2 separate regions of the Pan troglodytes genome follow, and region 2 is linked to region 1. A link is a contact called in public Hi-C data. All regions are on one chromosome and are shown on one strand. Each heading gives the region's core, a stretch centred on a gene start, on an enhancer-like site or on the middle of the called end of the contact. The rest is flanking DNA. Distances are from core to core; before and after follow the strand shown. Region 1 overlaps NAV2 (neuron navigator 2). Region 2 overlaps NAV2 (neuron navigator 2).

Region 1 (6,502 bases), core at 915-3,414:
CCTCATTGCTGAGTTGTGGACCCAGATGGCTGCTCCCCAGCCTGAGCCTGCCAGTATGCCTGTCCCTGACCCGCTTGCACCCCTCCCTCCTGGCCTCACAGCCCACCAGGTGTGTGCCCTGTCAGCTCCCTCCGTGTTATGTTGCAGAACATTGGAACTGGCAAAGCTGATGGAGGTTATATACCGCGTGGTTCAGAATAGTAGCTTAAGCAGATGTCTTGTCAAAACAGAATAAGAAACTGTGAAGAAATAGTCTGTGAAACCCAGCCACGTCCTGCTTCCTCTCATTTCTACAGTAAAATAGTGGTGGGGGAAAAAATGGTTAGTTCTTTCAGAATAGTGCATTTCACGTGTGGAGCATACCAACTTCCAGAATGGTTATCCTGGATGGGATTTATTTGCCTTCCTTTTCCTAGCCTTTCTTTCCTCTTTACTCTGCTCCTTCCCCTCCTTCTCCTCTCCTCTCCTCTTCTCTCTCTCTCTCTCTCCACATCTCCTCTCCTTTCAAGAGGACATTAGCTCCCTGACTGCAACCCTGGGGTCTTGGGGCTTCTGAGGCCTGCAGGCTCCCTTCCCTTTGTCTGAGGAGGACGGGGGAGGCAGTGAATTATTGATGAGGCCTGTGCTCTATGGATGCCCAGGGCTGAGACTGGGGTGGCCTGGGCCCCTGGAGAAGGCAGCAAGACTGGTCAGTTTGGGAGACAGGACAGAGCCTCTTGGGGTGTAAGTGGCAGGGAGAGGCGGGGGAAAGGGCTCATTGCCTTTTGGCTTTCATTTGCCTCTTTGCGGTGCCTGGGGCTGGGAAGAGCAAGAGCTGGAGTCACTGGGAATCCGTGGACAGATGGAGACACCAGAGGGGAGGCGTGTGAGGCGTCTGCAGGGAATTCACAGTTTACAGTCATTGAGTGTTCAGCCTCCCCACTCTGCCTCTCTACACTTCTCTGAATCAATTCCCAGAAACCCAGGGGCTGTTCCATCGGGGCTCAGGGGCGTGGAGCCCAGGGCCTGTCCTGCTGGGCCCTGTGGCCACCGGCACAGGAGCCACCCTCTCCCCTCCTCCTCACTTTTCTCCCATCCCACCCAGACCGAGCAGAAGCTCCCCAGCCTGAATCCCATTTGGGTCAAAGAACACAAGAAAAACTCCATTTGTCACAAGGCCATGGAACAACATTAAGTGGAACCACTCTGTGACATGAAGGACGGTAGGACCGTAAATTATTCAGCCTCACAGACATTATAGGCATTTTGGAGAGAAAGTGAAAAAAAGATTATTTCAGCGCTGTAGTGTAAAAGAGCTGAACAGCATTCATTGGCCAGCGTGCTGTGAGGATTTTCTGCCTTAAAGTAGCTCTCTCCGAGGGGCTGTTTCCTGGGCAGCAGTTCCACCCACCAAGGAATTTGCTTACTTCTTTAGCGTTAACATTGCATTGTGAGAGAGTGTGTGTGAGTGTGTGTGGGGGGGGGGGGGAGGGGGGAGCTGGATGGGGGTGCTGAGACCATCCTTCTCAAGGCAGGGAAAGGAACGCGTAAGCTGAAATTCTTTTTCTTGTCCTCTGCAGTTGTGGAGCGAAAAGGAAGGCAGGTTTTGCCTCCAGTCTCAGCATGGCTGTGTAACATGCTCTCCATGGATACATTTGTGCAGGAAAATGTCCCTTGGTGAGGAGAGGCATTCCTGGTCCCTTGCAAGAGCCGGGCTCAGAAGGACTCTTGGGAGGGCAGCATTCTTTCAATGCACAGCCCCATCTCCAGCCCAGATGGACCTTCAAGCCAGAACCTTTGTCTAGAAAGCCCAAAAATTCCTGGAAATCTAGAGACAGAGATACAGGAGGTCAACAGCCCCACCCCTAATCTTGGGCTTCTCACTTGTTAATTTCATTGTCTTGAGCAGGGCTCTCTGAAGTCAGGGGAAATGTGCGGATTCTGTTCCTGGGGTTCTTCCCAGCTCGTTTTGGAAGGAGTAAGAGAGATATGGGGGCCTACCCCTGCTTTAGTTCATCCTCCCCCTTGGGGATGCCCACCCAGGCCTCAGAGCCTTCATCGGAGTACCAATATACAGTAATGCAGACCACACACACACACACACACGCACACACACACACACACACACCTCTCTCCCCTCCCCATCACCCCAGGATGAGCCAGGGAAGGCACTGACCAGCCGATTTTCAATGCCTAGGAAATGGGAGCTTGGGCTGCGGGTGGCCTCAGCCTGGTTTGCATCTTCACCTCTGGGAAGTATTGTTTGTAACAAACTGATGTATTTAACAGAAGAGCACATGCAAATATGCCTTGGCATTGCAAATTGAATCCAGCCTTTGCTGCTGCAGAGCAGGTCTGGCCATTCCCTTTCTGGGGAGACACACCACAGCTGCCAGGGCTCCAGGGACCCAGACTGAGGAGAGGTACAGAGGCAGCACCAGCCTCTCTGTGCCAGCCGGGAAGTCATCAGATGGTGGAGGCCCAGAATGGGTGGCAAACCCCTCGTGGGCTTTTAGCAGAATTGTGCTGCCCTCTGCTGGCGAGTTTGGGTGGACTCAAAGGGCTTCACGCCCAGTAGAAAAAGAGGCTGCTTTCTGTTCCCCTAGCAATCAGAGAAGGGGACAGAGCATTTCATACTGAAAAGTTGTGGGAGCTCTCTCTCGTTTTTTGTTTTTGAAATTCTGCGCTCTAAGCCAGGAGGCAACACAAAATAAAGGTGGCCAGAGGGAACTAATGCTGGGTTAGAGTCTTCTAAGGGCCTGAAATCGTGCTATGACATCTACGTGCAGGCATTTACTTTATTCAGAAAGCAACTCTGATAATTAGAATTTAGAATTTTAATTTGAGAAATGAGGACAGTGTGGCTCAGAGAGGTAAATCAACTGTGCCAAAGCCACACAGCTAGCCAATAGCAGAGCCAGGATTGAGTTTGGGCTGTCTGATGCCAATGCCCACACTAGGCCAACCTTACAGTTTATGATTTGTCTCTGGATGTTAGAGAGCAGGAAGTGTCTAACCCTCTGGGGGAGACCCCAGGCTCCATTGCCCAGCTCCTCCCCACTCATGGGGTAGGCTTTTGTTAGAAAATGCGTTGCCCTGAACCCAAAGCTAGTAGAGGCGCCTCAAGGAATGGAAACACTGCTGGTCTGGCTTTGTGTTCTAGCTCTGCTGTTTGTGGGCTTTGTGACTTTCAGGCCACTTGTCCTCCAGGGTTCTGTTTCTCGTCTATAAAATGAGGGAGTAGGTAAGGATGAATTAGATGGTTGTTTATGGTGGTGGTGTTTTTGCCAGCAAGGACATTTCTTAAAAATGGTTTTCTATCCACTTTGGGAGGCCGAGGCAGGCAGATCACCAGAGGTCGGGAGTTCGAGACCAGCCTGACCAACATGGAGAAACCCCATCTCTACTAAAAATACAAAATTAGCAAGGCGTGGTGGCTACTCAGGAGGCTGAGGCAGGAGAATCACTTGAACCCGGGAGGCGGAGGTTGCAGTGAGCTGAGATCGCATCATTGCACTTCAGCCTGGGCAACAAGAGCGAAACTCCGAAAAAAAAAATTAAAGATAAATAAATTTTTTAAAAATGGGGTTTCTATCTCATACATACCACGTTTTGCAAAAAAAAAAAAAAAAAAAATCTTATCTACCCATGTATGTATGTTGTAATAATTTATTCCTTTTCAGTTTTGAGTAAACAAGATATGTGACTATCTTAGATTGGGTTCCCCGATAAACAGATTCTGAGACAGGGATCAATGTACAGGAAATTGGGGCATGTGCTGGTAATGCCATCAATGAGGTGGGGAAGCAGAAGCTGGCAGAGGGAGAGGTGGAACCATGAAACATGCACGACAAAGGCCTCAGCTGGTCCCCAGGTAGGTCTGGGGCTGGGAAGAGCTGCAGAGTGGTCCCCACTGGGGAAAGCAGGCCAGGCCTGTGCACTCCCACATGAATCAGGCAAGGGCTATCACCTTGGGCAAGGCAGCTCTTTTATCCAGTGCAATTCCTGGGGACGGACTAGCCATAAACCAACAGCAGCCAACACTCCCAGACCTGGGGGGCTCTGGGCAGCTCACCACAGCATCCACTCCAATCACTGTGTACTCATAAGAAACAACAAGCAGCAGTGAACTCCAACCCGTATGAGTTTTACATGGGGAGGCCTTATTGAAGGTCAATGTTCAAGTTTTATTAGCTGTTTTGGAAGTAAACATTGCTCACATTTTTGCCTTCCCAGATTTTTGCCTTCCCAGGTACTAAAGGTTCGGGGACTCTAGGTTGAAAATGTGGCTCCTTCTTTCTAGCATTCTCTGAGGGTGTGGGGTTTGTATGTCCTGGAGACCCCAAGAAGATGCCACCACCAGGGAACAATAGTGAATTTCTCAGCAATAGTGAATTCCTCTGCTCCCATGGTGCCTGGAAGAAGATGTACCTTCCTCGAGCCCACCCAGCCCCAGCCCCAGCCCCAGCCTGAGTGCACAGCTTGGTAGCAGAGCCTGACTAGAGTTCAGCCTGTGCTTATCACCTGGCTGGACACCCTTGAGTGGGTCACAGCCTGTGCACCTCTCCCTACAGACCCTGCCCTCCCATTTATCTTTCTCCTCCTCAGCCTCCCTTCCCTCCTCCTTTCAAAGCCTTCGCTCTTCTTCAATCCTCCATGTGCTGATTCCATGTGCTTGCAGCTCCCCGGGGACCAGGAAGGGTGTCAGCAACTTGAAAATGTTCACTCTGCCACTGCTGGGAATCTTGCCTAAGGAAATAATCTAAAATACAGGAGATCCTTTATGAGAGAAGATACTCATCCTAATGTCATTTGTAAAAGTGACAGGTTCAAGCCATTGTAAATGGTAAACCACAGGGGAATGTGAATTATGGTGCATCAACAAAATGGAATATCATGCCACCATTAAAAATTATGTGTGTAAGAAGCAATGTGAAAACATGTTTATGGTTAGCAACACAGGCTACAAAATTATACTATACAACCTGACTGCAACAATATGAACGAAGTAAACAGTTAAAGGGTGGCAGGAAAATCTGAACTGCTCATGGGCTTGGCTGGAGGAACCACAGCAGGGATCTCTTAACCCTTTTTGTGCCACAGACACCTTTGGCAGCTTGATGAGCCTATGGGCTTACCAGCATGTTTTTAAATGCCTGAAATATAAACCATAGAATTTCAAAGAAAACCAATAATATTGAAATACAGATATCAAAATGTTAAAATAATTTTTCAATATATGTGCTTCTTTTTAATACCTTAAGTAACACGATCTAGCAGAAGATCAAACAATTACTATACCTATAAGGTAGTGATGAATTCAAGTAATATTTTAAATTACATGCAATAGCTAAAATGTGGTATAAAAATGTCTAAGTTTCTGTCAGTGACAAAGTTGTCTATATAGCTAAAACTACTGTTATTTGATGCCAAAATTCATAATAAATGACCATGCTGTATTTTGGTTAGATCATGACATAAAAACGTCATTTTTCCTATCCAAGTTCATGTACTCTCTGAAATTCTTACTAGTCTTCTAGGGGATTTATGGACCCTGATTTTAAAAATCCCTGTATCAGAGTTCTTTACTTCTTTCTCTTTATTCTCTCTAATTCCAAAATTTTACATAATAGACATGCATTGCTTCTATCATGTAAAATAACCAAGGAATTTTAAAATTAAATAAGCAAATGAACAAAGAAAATATAATTCAGGCTTATTAGATCACTGGATGATAAGGCAGTAAGTGCTCTCAGATGCCATATCATTTAACCCGCAGGTTAAATTCCACAAGAGACATGGTATTAATGTAGCCATTTGGCAAATGAAGACATTGATGCCAACGGAGGTTAAGAGACTTGTCCAAGGTCACACAGTCAGCAAATGATGGAACCAGAGTTTGAACCGAGGTGTATCATTCAAACCCAGACTCTTACCTGTTAGATCCACTGAGCCTGGCAATCTATGGCTTATGATGAGTAAACTGAATGTTTTGTTTGTAGAATTGATTTATTTTAGCCACTGTGAAGTAATCTCTTCACATGAATGTTTCTCCTGCTGAAGTACATCTGCCCTTGATTAAATGTTGTCTATGCAATTCATGGACAATCGATGGTACTCTAGGCTCTGAATGAGAAAACTGGAACTTCTGGTCGCCACAAGTCTGCTGATGGCTTAGGCAGGGACATTCTGTCTCCCAGGGGCCCTATCAGTGCTCATGTGGTCACGTAGACACACTTCAACTTGAGCTTCAGGTGGGATGCTTCCCTATAAGCAGTGAACGCGAAAAGCCTTGGCTAAAATGGGACCCACACCGAACACAGAACAGAACTGGGGCTGCACTTCCAGTTGAGAAGCATAGGGTGGGATCAAGAGGTGGCTGAAGGGATGGCAGATTCTCAAGCTGCATTCCTGCAGTCAGGATGTGTCCAAACGGAAGGCTTGGACAGTCAGTGGCCACGTGGGGGCAGCATCGAGCCAGAATGACAGAGGGCACTTCGTCTGGTGAATATCATGTGAGTCC
Region 2 (5,988 bases), core at 2,927-5,426, 350 kb after region 1:
GCACTGGACTGGTTGTCGTGACAGGCAGAATTGAGACACAGACTCTGCTTCCCAGGGACTCACAGTCTCAGGGAGGAATGATGCTCACGTGTTCTATAATAGAGAGAGGCTCAAAGTTGTGAGGAAAAAGATGAACATAGCTGGGAAGACTCAGGGAGGACTTCCGAGAAGTGATATCATTTGTATTGATTTCCATTTCAAAATTTTTGCTTAGAGAAAAGGAAGGCTGGGAAAGAATGACTTGTCCTACCCTTTCTGATCTGGGTGTTAATCTGACAGCAAATCTGCTGGGTTCACTGTGTTATTCAACTCATATTCTATGGAGGGCTTGTAGAGTGTAAACTTCTGCAAGATCATTTCTGTGGTGGGGTAGGGCCTCCCTTGGTCTTTGTCATTGCTGGAGCTATTATCCCAGGCCAGGGAGAGCTTAGGTGTCGGTTGGTTAGAGTGGGTGATAGCCATCTTTTTTTGGGAATCAGCTGTGATGTTATTATGACCTTCTAGCTAGAACCCATAGTTGTCAAAGGGCTTAGAAAGCCAACCTAGAGGTGTGAACCAAGGTGGCATCATTGAATTTAAAGAATTGTCTGGGATATTGCCTGGAATGGAACTCAGTGACCAGTTAGACCACCTGTTGAGGCTAAGTAGGCAGGATGGATTAGATGCTGCCAAATTTAGGGACTTCACAGATCACTGGAGGAATAAACAAGAAGTTGTATCAAAGTCTTGGGGCCAGTGTTCAGTTATCTCAGGAGAGGAGTTTTGGGGCCTTGCAATCAAAGAGAAAGCAAGTACTGTGAAGGCAGACCACCGCGTTTGAGTATTTGCTCTGCCGCTTCCCAGAAGTATGGCTCTGGCCAAATGTCATGGTCACCAATGCATCTGCTCAGGATGACCCTCAAAAGACCATCACAGGCCATGCTTAGCACCATTCTAGTGCTGTACCCCTGCATCCCCAGGTAACAGCTCAGGTGTGAGGTAATAAGACTTGAATAGGGCAGGTGCACAAGTCCGTCCAGCTTAAAAGTCACATATCCCAAGGGAGTATGTAACAGCCCCATAAGTATAAATTCTAGGGTTCCCACAAGGATTAGGCCCAATCAATTGTCATAGAACTCAGAGAAGCTCAAAATGATGGTGTCCTCAGGAAGTATTTATACCTCATTTATGGTTTTTCCCATCCAGATGTGTCATTTTTACCATAAGCAATGTGCTTAGTAATATAGTGGGCATTCTGTCTTTATCACATTTCCAGGGGAACAGTTAGCAAGTTAATCCAAGGTCAAATTCTCATCCAAAAGAGGGAAGGGTTTTGTTAATCCTTTTCCAACAGCAAGTTATCTTACCTCTCAGAGATTCAGTTGATTTATCTTTGAAGTGGCAACAGGCTTCTATAGCCCTAATGTTGGGAGAAAGTTAGATGTGAAGCATTCTTTCTCATTTTTTGCATAATCCAATTAAAACTCTAGACTGTTGTCTCTCAAGGTGTGATTCATGAGCCATCTCATCATCCCTTGAGGTAATTGCTAAAAAGACAAATCCCCAGGCATTACAAACTGAGTCCTTCTAATTCATATTTTTGAATAAAAGCCTAGAAGTTTACATTTCACACCCACGAGATCTTAAGGCACTGGAGCTTGAGAACCCTAGTTTTAGCAGGACTTCTTGGTTACCTTTAAAAGAGAACACCGCCTGCCGGGCATGATGACTCACGCCTGTAATCCCAGCACTTTGGGAGGCGGAGGCAGGAGGATTACTTGAGGTCTGGAGTTTGAGACCAGCCTGGTCAACAGAGCAAAACCCTGTCTCTAATAAAAATACAAAAATTAGCTGGGTGTGGTGGCGTACGCCTGTAGTCCCAGTTAAGTGGGAGGCTGAGACAGGAGAATCGCTTGAACCTGGGAAGCAGAGGTTGCAGTGAGCCGAGATCACACCACTGCACTTCCTCCTAGGCAACAGAGCGAGAAAAGAGAACACTCCCTTTTAATTGCCCTTTAATTCTCAGCAACTACTTTGTAGTACATTGTTATGGGGAATGGAGGTAATATAGTAAGACACCCAGACAAATGCCTAGCACATAGCAGGAGATTAATAAATGGGGAATCATTTAAATGTATGTATACATTTTGTCATATACATATTGAAATTTATTCTGAGAACCAGCAACTTACACTGGGTAGACTTAACTACTTGCATAGGTCTTACTTTCTTTTGGCTTTGTGCTATTGCCTCACTAACCTTTAGCAAAGTTCTTTCTTGCATTTTTCATTTTTACATTTTCATTGCTGTCTTGTTTCTGCTGAGCTAACAGATTCTTCCTTAGACTGGCAATATTAAAAAGAAAGTGTCCCTTTGAGGTCTAAATAGGGGAGCAGAGGGAATACAAGACAAAGAGGTGCTCTGAGGGAGAAGTTGGCTCACCTTGCCCTAGCTGGAGAATCACCTTTTGGCTCTTTGTCTCCTTGGCACTTGCAGAGCTTGGTGGTACTTTATGTGGAGGAGAGCACTGTCCTGTTCAGAGGAAGGGCGAGCACTATTAAAGCTGCCTAGAGAGGCACCTGAGTGATGTGCCCAACTGCCCTTATTCCACCCTAGCTTTTGTCCTTAACCTCAAGCATTACAGTCGAACATCAAGGTGAAAGAAATTGTATCCGGTGCAGTCTTTCGCCCCCTTTGGGAGTCATTTTCTTGATCTACTGTGTAATTTAAAAGAGTCTTCAGAAGAGGAGACACAAAAATCCCTCTAATGTGTGAAACTAATAACCTTTAATACTGAAGCCTTCCTTTTTTCACAGAGAAGAAGAATGCCACCATGTTTGTTTGTCTCTAAATATGGATACATTTCAAAACCAATGTGTGAACTTATGGTTCTGCTATATAACCTTTCTCTAAAATACAATAAACCTGGCTTTTTGTAACAGGGAGTAGAGAAAAAGAGAAAATAAATCATTTGGAAAGATGAACGATCTATTTGATTAGTCTTGTCTCAGGAATTGAAAATGACTAGTTGATGTTCATCCGATCTTCAGATGATAAATCTCAGCATTTCTCTTGCTTCCATCTGTTACGAGGAAACTATCACACATACATGAATTCAGTTTCATTTCAAGGATCATTGGGAGGGGGAAGTATTTACATTTCTGGGTGCTCTCATAATAGTCATTTTTATCAAGCTCTCATCTGTAGTCAGGACTTAGTTTAGTCATTCCTTAGTTTAAGGTCCTCTTTAAAAGTTTATTTCCTCCAAGTTTAGGTATTTGACAGTGTTCAACAGCATGAGAAGATACATACATTTTGGGATAAATGAAGCTAACATTTCTGTGAGCATATGTAGCCCATGTTCACAATGTGAAGTGCAAGCATGGAGTGCTGGTCAGAATGAGGAGAGAGACCCTGAACAGTAAAGCCTGGCAGCTCAGGTAGCTGCAACTACTTACTGAGGAGTTTCTTGTGAATGTGCACTTGGCTGCCTCTCTGGGCCAAGGACATGACATCCTCAGGCTTCAGTGACTCTCGCAAATAAAGTGCTTGTTTCTTAGCTGCAGCTTGCCTTTGTGATTCCATCAACGTGTGCATTTCATTGGGATACCAGTGTGTAGCCCACGTGCCAGGGAGCCATCTTCTCCTGATGAAGGTATCGGGGTTGCAATGAGAATATCTGAGACAATGGTCATGGTATATCTACTTGGTGGTGAGAGTGACACATGGGCCATTTGCAGGTGTCACACACTGTGGACGAATGGTCATGCTACACGCTGGTTTGTGCCAAGGCCTCATGGACACAGTTCACATTCTTAGTGTCCTAGGAGCTCCTGCCATGATTCCTTAGCAGTGGTTATGCTAGTTTTTATGATGGCAAGGCTCCCCAAACTTTGTGGACAATGCACAGATAACAACTGCTGATGGAAATCAATGGCCTGGCCTGCTTCCTTCATAAGAGCAAAGGTAAAGGCAGCCTCTTAACATCTAATGCTCCCTTTGCCTTTTTCAGAGTTGGAGAATCACAGCATTCTTCTCAAATGTGGAGTGGGAAATCTAAATGTGGAGTGGGGAAGCTATAATTACATAGCTTGGAAAAAGAAAAGTTTAAGGAAAAAAAAAAGTCCTTTGGCTCCAGGACAGCCTAGGACTGTAAGTCACTGCTGCCCCCTACTGCCCAAGTTTTGTGTGTGTTTCCTAGAGGATCCTTGGTTTCTAGCCTGGCATTCTCAGGCACTGTGCTTGGGAGGATAATAACTTGCAGACTGTCTAAATGCTTTCTTCCAGACAGGGCCTCCCCACATTTGTTTCCTCAATTTAGGAGAATGTATGTGAAGTGGAGAAAACCCACAGTGTGGGTGTGATCAGGTTCATGTGGCCTAGTGGAAAGACTTTCTCTTGAGTGGTGAGGAACTGACAGCAGGCCTGAGCTAAAATTGGTCTTCACAAAGCCGTCCACCCACTCACGTGGGCAGGCAGCCAGCTGGTGGATTCAAGGATCAGGTTTAGCCCTAAGGAGAAGGATTTTTGAAGGCACTAGTTGATTTTTGCTGCAAAAAGGGTATGCTAGATTTGGTTCCATTTTTAAGAGGCAAATAATTCTAAACCAGACTGTATAGTGTGGAATAAATGATTCTCTCCCTTATTTATTATACATTTGTGTACTTGGAATTCAGTCCTTCATATATTCATGTGTCTGAGGTTATTTATTGAATGTCTTCTATGTACCAAGCATTATGCCAGTCACTGAGTATTCAAAAGTGAAAAAGCAGATTATTTCTGCCTGCATGGAACTTAAAGTCTGATGGAAGAGACAGTAAACAAATGCAAACAGTATCGTTACATTTTGTGGTAACTGCTCTTATAAAAAAAAAAGAGGGGTACTATGAATGAACTTAATTCTCTGGATTAGGTAGAAACTTAATTCTCTGGACTAGGTACAACCTCTTCAGGGTGAGACCCATAGCCAAAGTTTGCAGGGTCCATTGTGCCCACGATCCCCATTCTCCCACACAATGGTTGGAAATAAAGGATGTTTTTGAAAACAGTGTTATGGACAGAAACCAGTTCCCTTGCACAAATGAAGATCTATATCCTGAACTAGCTTTTTTCTTCTCTCTCTGGACATAGGGAGTAAAAGTAAAAAAAATACAGGGAGGCAAACTTTGGCTCCATATGTATATTGTGAAAAGAGCTTTTCACATTTGTCTTCTCACAGTTGAATAGGCTCTCTTGAGAGTAGTGAGTTCCCTGACCCCAGAGGTATTCAAATAGAGGCTGGATCATCACTTGCTAGGGATGCTACAGGTGAGGTTTCTTACAATAGCCGGTAGGTTGGAATAGATTTTCTCTAAGATTGCTTGCAAATCTAGCATTTAATTACCCCAGGCAAGGGTAAAGTTGGTGTGATTTGTTCTGGAAGAGTCTCCTCCACCTCAGTAATTTCACACATATCCCCACAGTTTATTAGAGTTCCCAAAACCCCACCTTTGGATTGGTTCCCTTAAAAGTATTCATTCATTCCAAAAATGCGCTTTATTTTTGAGGGTGCTACTTGTACTCTAGGATTCATTTGTATGCTGGAAAAAGACTGCATCTTGTGTGGATATGCCTGTGTGCATTTGTGATGACCTCTTTTGCTCCATTCACATTCTTGAGAAGATTTCTCCCTTAACTTCACTTAAATTGTCTTGAACTTGCCAAGTTCATGCTCAGAGGCCATCAGAGAGTTCACAGGCAAGGATGGGTGCCACACAGAAGAAATCATGGCTACTTCATGAGAAGTCGCATGTGTGGTTTCCACCATTTAACACTTGGATAATTCCTTGCCCTCATCTAAGAGCCAGATAGGAATGTTCATGCAAATTATTTTTTTAAAAATCTATTTCACTGACATGCTGTAGGGGGCAGTATTCATTAAGGAAAACCAGGGACAGAGTCCAGGAAGAGCCAGTAATTTCGACCTTGTAGGGAAGAAACTGGGCCCTATTTTTAACTATTTCTGTATAC

What was found. Hi-C and Micro-C count contacts between places; a contact is called where the count stands out from the background.
Region 2: a contact with region 1 is called in a Hi-C map of induced pluripotent stem cells, with 3 times the contacts expected there. The contact joins two enhancer-like sites. A contact is called at or near these places in 4 of 7 Hi-C or Micro-C datasets (blood, induced pluripotent stem cells and stem cell-derived neural progenitor cells) and 1 of 1 other capture datasets (stem cell-derived neural stem cells).

The regions. Positions count from the first base shown.
Region 1 is chr9:23,584,602-23,591,103 of NHGRI_mPanTro3-v2.0_pri, forward strand. The region is part of intron 2 of NAV2 (neuron navigator 2); the gene reads left to right. Among named protein-coding and RNA genes, the nearest start is that of NAV2, 210 kb to the left of the region's middle. Within about 2 kb of position 2,165, at least 9 of the 24 cell types and tissues checked have an H3K27ac peak or open chromatin away from gene starts, as enhancers often do. A contact at or near this core is called in induced pluripotent stem cells, where this site is marked.
Region 2 is chr9:23,930,920-23,936,907 of NHGRI_mPanTro3-v2.0_pri, forward strand. The region is part of intron 7 of NAV2 (neuron navigator 2); the gene reads left to right. Among named protein-coding and RNA genes, the nearest start is that of DBX1, 260 kb to the right of the region's middle. Within about 2 kb of position 4,177, at least 2 of the 24 cell types and tissues checked have an H3K27ac peak or open chromatin away from gene starts, as enhancers often do. A contact at or near this core is called in induced pluripotent stem cells, where this site is marked.